Linked DNA regions of Zea mays: region 2 is linked to region 1. A link is a contact called in public Hi-C data. All regions are on one chromosome and are shown on one strand. The core of a region is the stretch at or near the end of the contact, and the rest is flanking DNA. Distances in the headings are between cores, read along the strand shown.

Region 1 (6,364 bases), core at 2,669-5,168:
AGGCATGCCTGTGATTGTGTGACTAAATTTTACTCCCTCCGTTCTTTTTTATTTCTCGCGTTTTAGTTCAAAAATGAGCTAGCCGATGACAAATATTCGAAAACGGAGGTAGTATTTCTGATGAAAGTAGTTTTGTGTGCCACACCAAAATGTCTCCGTACCTCAACTGATTGTGGTTTCCACTAGATATATGTAGACTGTTTTCTGTGACCCAAGTACTAATAGGGAAACTTATGGAGTTATGGTGATGGACAGAGATTGAAAAATATAACTATGTCTAGCACAAGATTTTTTATGTGACTGGAAGAGTAGGTGACAAAAAGATCTTTTCATGTAACAGGTGGGACTGCGGTATGTTTATGCTCAAGTACATTGATTTCCACAGCAGAGGACTGCCCCTGTCTTTTAGTCAGGTGGGTGAACATGCTTAATAAAATTTTAGCAGACTGGACTGATGGCTAAAACTTAACCACGGGAACCTTTTACATGCATGAAGATGCTTGTTTTAGTTATCAACGTAGTATAACCATGTGCCGACCTGAAAGATCTGTCTGTTTTGGTGTGATTAGGCAGAATGATACATACCCAAAAGAATTGTTTATTTCTGCAGGAACACATGGAGTATTTTAGGAAGAGGACAGCGAAGGAGATCTTAAGACTAAGAGCTGACTGATGGATAGACATTCATCACTTTTTGGAACAGAGGCTGACTTTTTTTACTGCATTTTGGGGATTATAATAAATAAAAGCTGCTAAGTCAAGTCTATGGCATTGTTGAGCATGCTCAGGGTGGGGTCATCTACCTGAGATGGTTGGTAATGTGGCCCTGATAATGTAAATACTATAGATATTCTGTAGAGAAATTTTGTTTAGGGATTTATTTGACTCGGAGAAGCAGTGAGGGGGGAAATAGATGTAGCTACGCTGATATTCGTTGTTGGTTTAAAGTTGTTTCAGATTAATTTGTTCTTGTGGAATTATTTTGCAGCCATGGTTGTCATACTTAAGTTACCCTTGAATCTCCTTGGAGAATAGTTGTATCCGAAATCTAATTTAGCGCTAAAGGGTTGGCTGCCCTGGTCTGGCCTAGACGGTGGACTGATGTCAGGACTTTTACATTAAGGAAGGGCGAAGTGCTTGTTTGTTTGAGTTTATATAGATTATATAATCTAAGTTCCTTGGAGAATAGTTGTATCCCAAATCTAATTTAGCGCTAAAGGGTTGGCCGCCCTGGTCAGGCCTAGATGGTGGACTGATGTCGGGACTTTTACATTAAGGAAGGGCGAAGTGCTTATTTGTTTGAGTTTATAGATTATATAATCTAAGTTATATATAAAATTAAATAATATGTATTATATAATCTAGATTAAATAATTTGGATGTAGCTATTTGCGAACCTAGTTACTGGAATTTTGATTATTGATTTTAGTCATGTATTACACAGCTATTGATTTTAGTCATGTGTGACGTAGCAAGAAAACAAATAAATGAAACGTTTTTTTTTGTTAAGAGTGGCAACTATACGTAATTTTGAAGTTATGGGCAGTGAGTCTTTTACCAAAAAATAATCTCAAATAAGTATCTCTTAAATAAATTATAATAATTTGATCTCTAGATTATATAATTAAGTATAATAATTTGTTTGTTTGTTTCTCATCTAAATTATTTATGTTAGATTATATGATCTGGACATATTATAATCTAAAATAAATAGGTCTAATTTTCTACGGAGATTAAGGGGATCCTCCAATTCTCATGGGAACCACAGATTCTCCAATTCTCATGGGAACCATTGATGAAGATTCTTTTTCTAGTGTACTAGAAGCCAAAGTGCTTACATTGTTGTGGCAGCTCTTCTATCTCGTTTTTATCTTATCCTTTATTTTAAACTTCACTTTATAAACAATGTCATCTACAATATCGTGTTTCCAATTTACATTATCCGCCGAACGTAGCCTTAAAGCGGCTGGATCGGCCGCCTTTAGAAGCTAGCAACAACTCCCGCTACAGCCTACAGACAAAAACCAACTTCTTTCAAAGCTTTGATTAGAAATGGACGGATCGTCTTCATCTCTTCCTCTCAAATCCAAGTTGACCGCATTGGTGTTCGGAGAGAATCTAGTGGGTGGTGTTGGAAGAGAATCCTCCGATTTATTTGTACTTTCTATTTTTTCGCAACCATCTTTAGCAAATTTTCGTCATGTGTTGAGTTTGCATTTGTAAGTTGAAGATATTTTCGGAACAATTCTAGTGCAAGGTAGTCAATGTTATCTCTCTATTTTTTTCCTTACCTTTTAATCAGTGGGGAACAGAGGTAGCGTTAACTTAGCCAAAAGAAAGACATTGGCAATCTTAAAACTGTAATATTACTAGAACGTTTTTCTCGAGCACACGATATAAGCATTATTCCAATAATAAGTTGGCATCGCTCATTTAGAAACTATTTACAACAGAGTAATTCTGGTTGGAACATGACACTCAGGAACTGTTCCAAACTATTTGGTAGCAGCCCCATTGACACAAAGCAGTTTGACTGGAAGTAAACATGTTTTATCGTTTTATCTTCCTTGTTGGTTGAGGTGTTGGAGAGCTTGCTCGTGTGTCTTTTATTTTTTCCTTGTGTTTTTCATCTTCATAAACATGTTTGTGAACTATAACACCATTATAAACATGTACAGAACAAGCCTTCGGTAAGTATAAAAATAACAGTATTTATTGTAATGGAATACAGTCTAACTAAAGCGTTCCTGTCTAATCTGAATACCAGGGTATTTCTTTCCAAATAAAGTACTATCTAATACAGCAGTGTATAGTAATCTAAGGGTATTTCTTTCCAAATAAAATACTATCTAATACAGTAGCGTATAGTAATCTAAACTAAGCCCACGTAGTCCAATTCTATAGATCCGAGCCAGAGCTGGCCGTCCTTCTCGGCGACGTCGCTCAGTGTCACGCCTTTCGCCGCCGTCAGCTCCTCCACCACCGCGCCGTCTACGGCGAGCCGGACACCAACTAGATGCTTTGCTGGAGGCGCCGTGGCGTCGAGGCGCGCCTTCTCCTGGTTGAGCGCTACCCAGTAGCCGCCCCTGGCGTCGCGCCTCACGTTATCAGGGTAGCCAGGCAGGTCGGCGAGGAGCTCGTACTGGCCGGCCTTGGGGCCTTTGAGCCAGTATCTGAACGCCTGGCACGGAACGGTGTGCGCCACCACCACATGAGTCCTGTCGTTGCTGACCGCCACGCCGTTGGGGTACGGCAGGTCGGCCTTGAGCACGGTGACTCGCTTCGTCCGCGCGTCGTACTTGAGCAGCCGCCCCGTCGCGTCGGCGTTCATCATGATCTCCGTGTTGAACCTGCGCGGGTAGATGGCGCTGCTGTCGGTGAAGTACACGTCGCCGGTGGCCTGGTCGACGTCGAGCCCGTTGACGAAGTGGAACGGCGCGTCGCCCGCTTGGGTCGCCAGCACCTGTGCCTCGCCGCCGTTGGGCCCGACCTTCATGAGCCCCATGTACGCGTCGGCGATGTAGAGATCACCGGTCATGGCAAAGAACTGCAGCCCAAGGGGGCGGCCGCACATGCTCTCCGTCTGCTCCGACGGCACCACGGACGCTGTGCACAGAGGGATCTTCCGATAGTTTGCGCTGTGGGCGAACGTGGTCCAGCCGAGGGCGCTGCCGCCCCACTTGAGGACGCGGCCATCGGAGACGCCGGCGTAGGGGCCCTGGCCGCGGCGGTCGAAGGCGAGGCTCTCAGCGCCGATAACGCCGTCGGGAAGCGGTAGGTGAAAGCTCCAGAGCGTGGGCGTGGTCTTGATTGGCTCGGCGGCGCAGAACGACGTCGGGAGCAACAGCGCGAGGGCGACGGCGAGTAGAAGCGACGCCATGCGCCCCATCTCGATTACGTTGCGATGGAGCTGAACAAAACTTTCGACTTTGGTTTGATGAGACGGCGTGGCGTGGCGGTGCCTTTTTATAGGCCTGGGTGGGTGCGGTGCCGGACCCGTTGGAGTTGGACGCGACGCGGACTTGCGTGGTCGTACCGTACGTCGGTGTTATGTGTTGCCCGGGCCCACCTCGACGTGGCATTTTTCTGTTTTGTTTTCGGAATTTTGCTAGTTTCGCTCCTTTTTTTTATAACCGTGTGAGCAGCACCTAAACAGCCAAAGCAGTTATTCATGGAACCTATATATCTATACAATACAGTATTAATTTGTGTATTTAAGAAGCAACTAGGACTCGGTTGTGAGGTTGTTTCCCGAAACAGTGGAACACGAATTTTAGTACCTAAACAGTGCACTACAAGAAACTAGTTAAAGAACGCGGTGACAAACCGTCGAACTTAATGTAATAAGCCGACGAACTTACCATAAGAACGTGAGTTTACCGACTGTTGAGTATTTGTTCTCAAATGCTATGAATTAAGAACAAGACAACACAAATGTTACTGGTTAAAGACCTTCGTCATTCGAAGCATTATCTCATTTAGAATATAATGATCTTCAGACGAAGGTTATGAAGGGCATACCTTCGGCTCGACAGAAGGTAAAAGTCAAAGAGTGACGTGCGAGCGATTACAAGTCAGCGTGAACAGTACGGTGTTACTGTTCATCTATTTATAGGCATAAGACGCAACCTGGGTAAAATTACATCCATGTCCTTGACACTTACTGCTAACTAAGGAGTAATTTGTCGAGGACTGGGCAGAATATTTTTCTTTAGGTCGGTTCCATTCTCCATCGCTGCCCTTGCGCTAAGCCGAAGCTTCTTCATTCGTAACTTCGGAACTGGTTCATCCTTCTCCCAGACCGCGCCTTTCATACCGTGCACACCTTCATCTAAAGGCCGAAGGTTCCTGTGACAATATATTATACTTGGAAAGCATGTTAGTCGTGTTTTTGAGGACCTTTGGAAGACGAAGGCCCCCAACAGTAGCCCCTCGCAGTATTAATTTGTTCTTGTAACAACGAATTCAGACTGCGACGTGAACGAATGCCTTAAGCCGAAAGTCCGAGAAAACACCTTCCTTTCGCTAGAATAGCGAAAGTCAATGACAAATGGGACCCACCAAGTTGCAATGCACTAGGCGTATAAATAGATGCCCGCAGCAGCGACATTTGCTACGCCATTTCTGTTGCTTGCGCTGTTTTCTCAAATCTTAATTCTCTTACTGTTAGCTCTTGCTTGATTTTCGAGCTTCATCTTAAAGTCAAGTGCTTGTTCCATGTTTGAAGAGAAGAAGATGTCTAAAGAGAAGAAGATATCCGAGGAGGAGAAACTATATGAGGAGAAGAAGGTTGTGGACCCTTTTCTTGCTGGGTTTTATGAATCTATGGCAAAGACAAATACAGAAAAGATCACGAAGGAAATAATGGCGGATTTGTCTGAGGATTCAGACGATAGCGATGACTATGATGTGGAAAGTGGAGATGAAGATTCTGAGGACCGGCCCTAGCGACCAAGCCATACCATCTTCGGAAAGTCGACTATTAAGCAAAGTCATGTTGACGCCATGAAGGGAAGATACTTTCGTGACATGTCTATTGTGAGGGTTGGAGGAGACAGCACCACCCCTGCTCCTGAAGAAAATGAGGTGGTTGTTTACAAAAGCCTTTTGAAGGCGGGTCTTCGGTTCCCATTAAGCAGATTTTTGGTTCAAGTGCTAAAGATATTTCAGATCTTTGTTCATCAACTTACTCCCAAAGCTATAATTAGAATGGGCTTGTTTGTTTGGGCTGTAAGAAGACAGGGGCTGGAACCGAGCGTGAAGTGTTTTTGCAGTATGCATGAACTATTGTATGAGTCGAAGGCCACTGGCAAAGAGCAGTATCACAACAACTTTGGTTGTTATGGATTCATTGCTCGTCCCAATGCAAGCTACCCGATTCCAACATTTCGGAAAAGGTGGACCGGGGCCTGGATGGAGGAATGGTTTTATGTTAAGAATAATCTGGTTGAGAGAGAGAACATTAAGGAAATTACCCAGCGCCCCATCTGGTCTCGCTTCGGCCTTCGATGACCGAGGGTGGTGATTGAAAGTGATGCCGAAGCGTGTCAAAAGGCTTTCAGCAATGTCTGTGCTTTCATTGGCACAAGAGACATAATCCAAGAGCACATAGCCTATAGAGTGTGGCCACTTGTGGATAATTGGGAGATGCCGAAGGAGACTGCTACCGGATCCATCGAAGGTGGATTAGTTCGATTGAAATATACCTTCAGATTCAGGGACCGGTTTGACGAGCCAGATGACGATTGGCTGAAATGTTTTGAGGCTACTAGCGACGAGTTACTTGGGGCATATACCAGAGCCGAAGATGATGCTTTATCCTCATCCTTCGGGGGTCAGTGAAAGGGAAATAGGCTTACACCTT
Region 2 (6,364 bases), core at 1,861-4,360, 250 kb after region 1:
TTATCCATCAAAGCTAGTTTATATCATATCATGTCATTATAGTCCCCAATAAACAAGAATAGAGAATCACAAATTAAACAAGCAAGCTATATAGGATAAGGCTAAGACCATATCTTTTTGTCTATTGTTTTCTATGCTACTTATCCGGGTTGCGCGACTAAAACGGAAAAAACAGAAATATCCTAGTAAAATACACAATACCGAAAATATGGACGGAAAAAACACTTAGGGCTAGTTTGGGAACCATATTTTCCTAAGGGATTTTCATTTTTCCAAGGGAAAATGAACTAATTTCCCATAGGAAAATAGAAATCCCTTGGGAAAATGGGGTTCCCAAACTAGCCCTTAACTGTTTGGATTTTTCGTTCCTGCAGTATATCATCTTGTTTTCGTTTTATTCCCATTTTCCTATAAATACAAAAACAATTCAGGTAAAAACAAAATATGAGACCGAACGAATCGGGATTTCAGCTTTACCCGAGGAACTATAGATGTAAGGCTATCTCTAGCAGCTTAATTATTATCATACCTATATTCAAACTTCACTCTACAAACAGTGTGTCTACAGTGCAAAATAGTATTTTGGTTGACCATATAGGTGAAATGCTTGACACGATATAAGATACTTAGTACAAGTTGAAAAAGATAACTTTACAGCGATGGAGGAAAATATGTACTGAACACACCCTATTGATAAACATTCTAGATCTCAAGAATCACTAGAATCGGTAACAAAGGGGGAACTTTTGAGAAAAAATCACTTAAAACCGATTCTAGTTTTTTTATTAATAATATAGAAAAACGTCCAAAACCTACTAGGTTCTCTCTATCCTAGTTCTAGTTCTAATATTTTTAAAGAATCCAATAAATTAGCTAAAGGATTTTTATAAAGTGTTTTTGATTCAACAGAGAAATATTTCTGGAGACAACATAAACCTATTTTTTTAGAAAATCTAGATCACTACTAAACACACCTTAAATCTCCTAAATGGCAGTTTTCTTTTTTACTGAGGAGCCTTGCCTTTTAGAAAATGCTTTTAGAATAACCATGGAGGCAAGAAGGTCATGAGCCTACGAGAGCTTCAAACACGTATATACCATAGGCACAATTTTGCAAATATGACAAGCAACCATACCAATATTTAGTTAGTTAGATAGCTTAAGGGTTGTTCTAAACCTCTAGATATAATTATTAATCAGTTAATAAGTTATTAACTAAGTTAGAGCAGTTAACAACTAATAGCTATGTAAGAGACATAACTAATAATTAGCTGGTTTTATTAGTTGACCCGTTTTTTCAGCTAATTTTAGTTACTAACTATTAGTTTTAGAGGTTTAGAATAGGGTCTAAGGTTTAAGACCCCGTGCCAACTACACTTGTCAGAATTGCTATCATCTTTTGTCCTCGCTATGTCCTCTGATGTATGGGAAGCTCAACTACACTGGTATAGTAAGATTAATTTGATCATGCAATTTTGTATATAAATAAGGTAAGCTTAGATGTACATTCATATTTTCTCAGATTTTTTTGAAATTTTTTTAATAGGTTTACATAGGGTTTACACCAAAACGTGGTTATAGACAAAACTGTTATACTTATACCTTGTCTTTCAGCAGTAAATATTCTCAGTGCCTATAGAACAATTAAGTTAAGAGACAAGCACTCTTCGATCGCGTATAAAAGGACTCAAGAAATGAAGAAAAGAGAATCACGAGCAATCAACAACAGTATTTAAGCTCTATAGTCATTTGTGGTTGCTTGTGTTACTTCATCTTCATCTGCGCAATCCAAGAGTAGGATTTGTATCTGCTCTAAGGTTTTTTTTTGGAAGTGTTTGGAGCTTCCCAAATGGGGAAATCCATATGTAGTTATGTTTGTTTTAATGAAGTGAGTTTCTTATGGTAATCCTGGTCCGGTTCTGAAGTTTGAGTTCTTATGCTAGACACTATATAGAAAGAAAGAAAAAACATCTTTGGAAGTTCTCGTTTATTCCCGTTTATGAAAAGTATGCAAATAATCGTAGACCATTGGAAAGTGTTCCCTTCAGGTGAATTGCCTGGGGAGAATTGTCCCAAGTAAACGCGACTTGGGTAGCCTGAGCGCCTTAGGATTACAAAACCATTGTTTAGAAAAACTAGCTATCTTGTTGGTCTCATTAGCCTGTGATATCCTAAAACCTAAAAAAATTAATATTAAAATAATTTCAAAATTTAAATTAAAAAATTAAAATCTTCCATAAATCTAACAAACATATATTTACATGACAACTTTTCTCGCTTTCTTTTCGTGATACTTTACAGGAGCGGTCCCTTTCCCTTGCTTGTTTGTATTGTAAAAGTTAAACGTGGAATTCACTGGCACGCATTGGCGTTCTGGGTCAGTGGGGTGATAGTACAGCGTGTACACGTGGTTCTGGGGAAGAGCACAGCGCACGCACATGGCCCGACGCAACACACGCACAGAAGCTTCAGCGTCACAAACCGACCAAGTAAACAACAGATTAACCGCCTCCGCTCGATTTTACACACGCACTTTTGCACAGACGCCCCTCGCAGACCTCGCATTACAGAAACCAACCCAACAGACAGCCAGAGATCGCAACCGCCAGCTCTCCTATCCTACTCGTCGTCGCCGCCGTCGCCGCCGAAGAGCGAGGATCGGTAGTAGAGCAGCGCGAGGATGAGGAGGAGCAAGAACGCGACGCCGACCGGGGACCCTCCCACGCGGTGGACGGCGTCGGGGGACCCGCCGAAGGCGAAGGCGTCGGCGAGCGCCGCGGCGCCGCGGTCGGACGAGAGGAGGCGGATGAGGAACAGCAGGCACACGGGGAGGAGGAGGAGCCCCACCGGGCTCAGCAGCTCCGCCACGGCTTCCGTCAGCGCCTCGCCGCCGCCGCCCAGGAACAGCGGGCCCGCCACCACGAGGCCCACCACCACCGCCAGCAGCAGGCCGTGGGGCGCGCCGCGCTGGCCCGGCCCGCCGTAGTAGTACTCGTCCCCAGCGCCAGCCATTGCCGCCGCCTGCTCTCTCTGACTCTCTCGGTCGCGGCAGTGGTGGTGACTGGTGAGTGATGAATGAATGGGATGGGAAGTGAAGAAGATATTAGTTTTAGAGAGAGCGGTGGGGTAGCGTGGACGACCGATATGAGTAAACACTCACTCGATTCCAAATTACAAGTACTTTTAAAAAATTTAAAGTGTCAAAGCATCTTTAATTTAATTATGAGAGTAAAAGTCACGTAGTAGCGCTGAATGGTGGTGGTAAACCACACACAAGGACGGGGGAAGGAAACGGGAAACACCGAAACAGCTTGGTGGTGTGGCCGTGCAGGTAGCCCCACCCCCACAGTGAGACAACGTGGGAGGCGGGGGCCGTGCAGGTAGCCTCACCCCCTCACACTTGAGATCTCATCATAAGTTTGGGATACCATGCAATCACATGCATTCCAAATTTGAAAATAAAGCAAATTTGCAGGTAGCCCCACCCCACCCCTCTCACGTTCTAGAAAGTTTTATATTTTTTTCGTCAAATATGATATTATTCTTGAATGATTCTGAAATCTGCATAAAAAAACTACGTACATAGTTCTGAAATCTATGTACACAATAAATACAAATTTCTGATTCATCAATTCCAAATATGATCTAAAATGCTTGATTGGACACTCTAGAGAAATATTCCAAACTACAGAAATAAAAAGTCTAACACACAACAAGATTCTTTTCCACGTAATAGCTTAGAGTTTATTAATAAAACACAAAAGAGAATAAAAACAGAAGGCACAAAACTTTTTTTGCATAGAAAGTTTTTGGGGAGTCACTCTCGGCTTGCTAAATATGAGGATAAGAAAGGATAAAAAGCAACTGCTTAACAGCATCGTTTAGTATATCAAACAGAGATGATCTTAGCTGTTAGATCACCCGACAATTAGCATAACTTTTCAGATTTTGGATCCTTCTAAATTTCAGGGTTCCAGCATGTGAGCTTGCCTGGTAGGGGTGGTAATGGACTTTAGATTTTACACTACAAACTTTAAGAATCAAATCGAATTAGAGTCGAACTCTATTTTTATTCATTTTTGAACTAATATTATTTAAGGGCCTTAACTTTTTGTAAAGGGACATTGGATCTGATTCATTATCACCCCTATTGCCTCGTCGCTCATCAACAACAGCAACATAGCCTTTTAGTTCCAAGCAAGTTGGGGTAGGCTAGAGTTGAAACCCAACAAGATGTCACAAAAAGAGAAAGTGAGAGAAAGAGGAGGGAAAAAGATTTTGAGAACACTAAAAGGAAAAATACCTCATCACGGTTCAGTCACGTGGATAGCTTCTTTCCAAACACTTCTATCCAAACACAACTCTATTGAGGTATTCTATTCCTTCAAGTCCCTTTTGATTGCCTCCTCTCATGTCAAGTTTGATTGATCTCTACCTCTCTTTACATTATCGTCCCGTATTATGATGTCTCTATACAAGTATTATGATGTCTCTATACACCGGTGCCTCTGGGGTCTCCAGTGGGCATACCCAAACCATCTCAACCGGTATTAAATAGCTACTCCTAACCAATCATGCATATCATCGTTTCTTACTCATCCAATCTTGTGTGCTCACATCTTGTGTGCTCACATATCCAACACAACATATGTATCTCTGCGACACTTAGTTGTTGGATATGCCATCTTTTAGTAGGCTAACACTCAACCACATCTAACATAGCAAGCCTAATCGCTGTAAAAAATAATTTTGTTCTAAAAAATGAAGGTCCTTGTAGGGCACCTCAAATGACACTTCAGGAGCTTATCTTAGTGGAGCAGGGCCGGTTTTGGTGAATGCAGCAACCTAAACAGTCCCTAAAGCACCCCTCTGCCTACTTTAGAGAACACAGAATACAGGGTCCACCAGAAAAAAAAATACAAATATCACCCATAAACAAACCCTCAAAACATGAAGATCATCATGCCAACCCACTATCAGTACCAGCGTAACCAAACAAAGCCTTTGTAGTTGTGTAGGACATCATGGCCATGTTTGTTTCGGCTTCTGGCAGCTTCTGGCCACCAAAAGTTGCTGCGCACTGCAAAACGCTCAGCTTTTCAGCCAAATTCTATAAAATTCGTTGGGACAAAAACCATTCAAAATCAACATAAACACATAATCGGTTGAGTCGTTGTAATAGTAGGAATCCGTCACTTTGTAGATCCTGAGCCCTATGAACAACTTTATCTTCCTCTACACGTAATCGTAATGATACTCAGATTCTCCCCACAGCCAGATTCTCCCCACAGCCAAATTTTCAGAAAAGCTAGTCAGAAAAAAGCTGAACCAAAAGCCCCATGTCCATCCCTCTGAAACCCCGACAAGAATGAGAAATCTTAGACTGCGAACCAAAAACTATCCTCCAAACTTGTCATAACACAAAAGAGGTAACCATCGGCAAAACAATGTTACACTTCGTTACAACGAATGCAATGCACCTTCAGTGACAAAATTGGCATGAATGCACCACGTTATTGGGCACAGGGCCCGTTGGTTTCAGCATGAAACATCCAGGACTGTCAAAACACCTGCGTCTGCCTGTCCAAAACATCTGAAATCCTACACCATCTCATCCTCGGACTCATCTGTGGCCTCAGAATCGTCTTCTTGCCCTTCTACTTCCCCAGTTTCTGTTCCTTTCTTTCCCACCACTTCCTTTTCCACTGTATCATAAAAAGGAAATCAGTCAAAAAAAAGATGCATCAATACTTAGGAATAGTTTAAGGTGTTCAGAGCGCTAAATGGAATTCACCAGGCCATGGGTATAAGACATCTCCTGAACATAGCCCAGCTTCAACTTTAACTAGGCGCATAGTCATCCTTGGTCCAATCTCCTGGAGTCTGACAGCGCTTTTTCTGGATGCCCGGTTTAATTTGTCAATGTCACTTGGCAAGCTTACCATTGCTGCTTCATCGTCTGCTTCACTTTCTGATCCATACCCAGCTCTGGCAAATGTGTACACAAAATTCAATGAACAACAATATACATTGGCACATTGCCTTTTCAGAAAACACATCAGGTCATAATATTTGGATAACAGTTATTGAATCTATAAAAGTAACAACCTGGACCAAAATAATCTGTGGACAGCAAACTAGTAAATGAAAAATTGAAAGGTAAAAGTTAAAATCATTAATAGTTTTTAGGACATGCACAGCCAGAGAGCATTTCAGGTGAAACATGAGACACTTGCTGACTCAAGTCAAAAGATCTTTACTTATTTCTCTAAAACATAAAATCCACTATCTGAAGTCCAATGCCTAGTCTTTCCACTTAGTTTTCTGGCCCGTAAAGGTATGCTCAAGTGTACATAGTTAGCCA

The links. Hi-C and Micro-C count contacts between places; a contact is called where the count stands out from the background.
Region 2: a contact with region 1 is called in a Hi-C map of bundle sheath, with 2.4 times the contacts expected there. The contact joins the promoter of LOC100277625 here to the promoter of LOC103634723 in region 1. A contact is called at or near these places in 5 of 25 Hi-C or Micro-C datasets (bundle sheath, ear, leaf and 1 more).

The regions. Positions count from the first base shown.
Region 1 is chr1:57,929,407-57,935,770 of Zm-B73-REFERENCE-NAM-5.0, reverse strand. It overlaps LOC103634723 (protein STRICTOSIDINE SYNTHASE-LIKE 10), which reads right to left and starts at 3,918. Exons shown (of 1, transcript XM_008657311.2): 1 at 2,753-3,918. The coding sequence starts at 3,889. The coding sequence ends at 2,873. LOC100283868 (sentrin-specific protease 2) reads left to right here. Exons shown (of 9, transcript NM_001156766.2): 8 at 341-413; 9 at 611-1,019. The coding sequence ends at 673.
Region 2 is chr1:57,677,003-57,683,366 of Zm-B73-REFERENCE-NAM-5.0, reverse strand. LOC100277625 reads right to left here and starts at 3,110. Exons shown (of 1, transcript NM_001151137.3): 1 at 2,491-3,110. The coding sequence starts at 3,012. The coding sequence ends at 2,620. It overlaps LOC100274446 (Suppressor of SWI4 1), which reads right to left. Exons shown (of 7, transcript NM_001148805.1): 6 at 5,795-5,988; 7 at 5,378-5,705. The coding sequence ends at 5,602.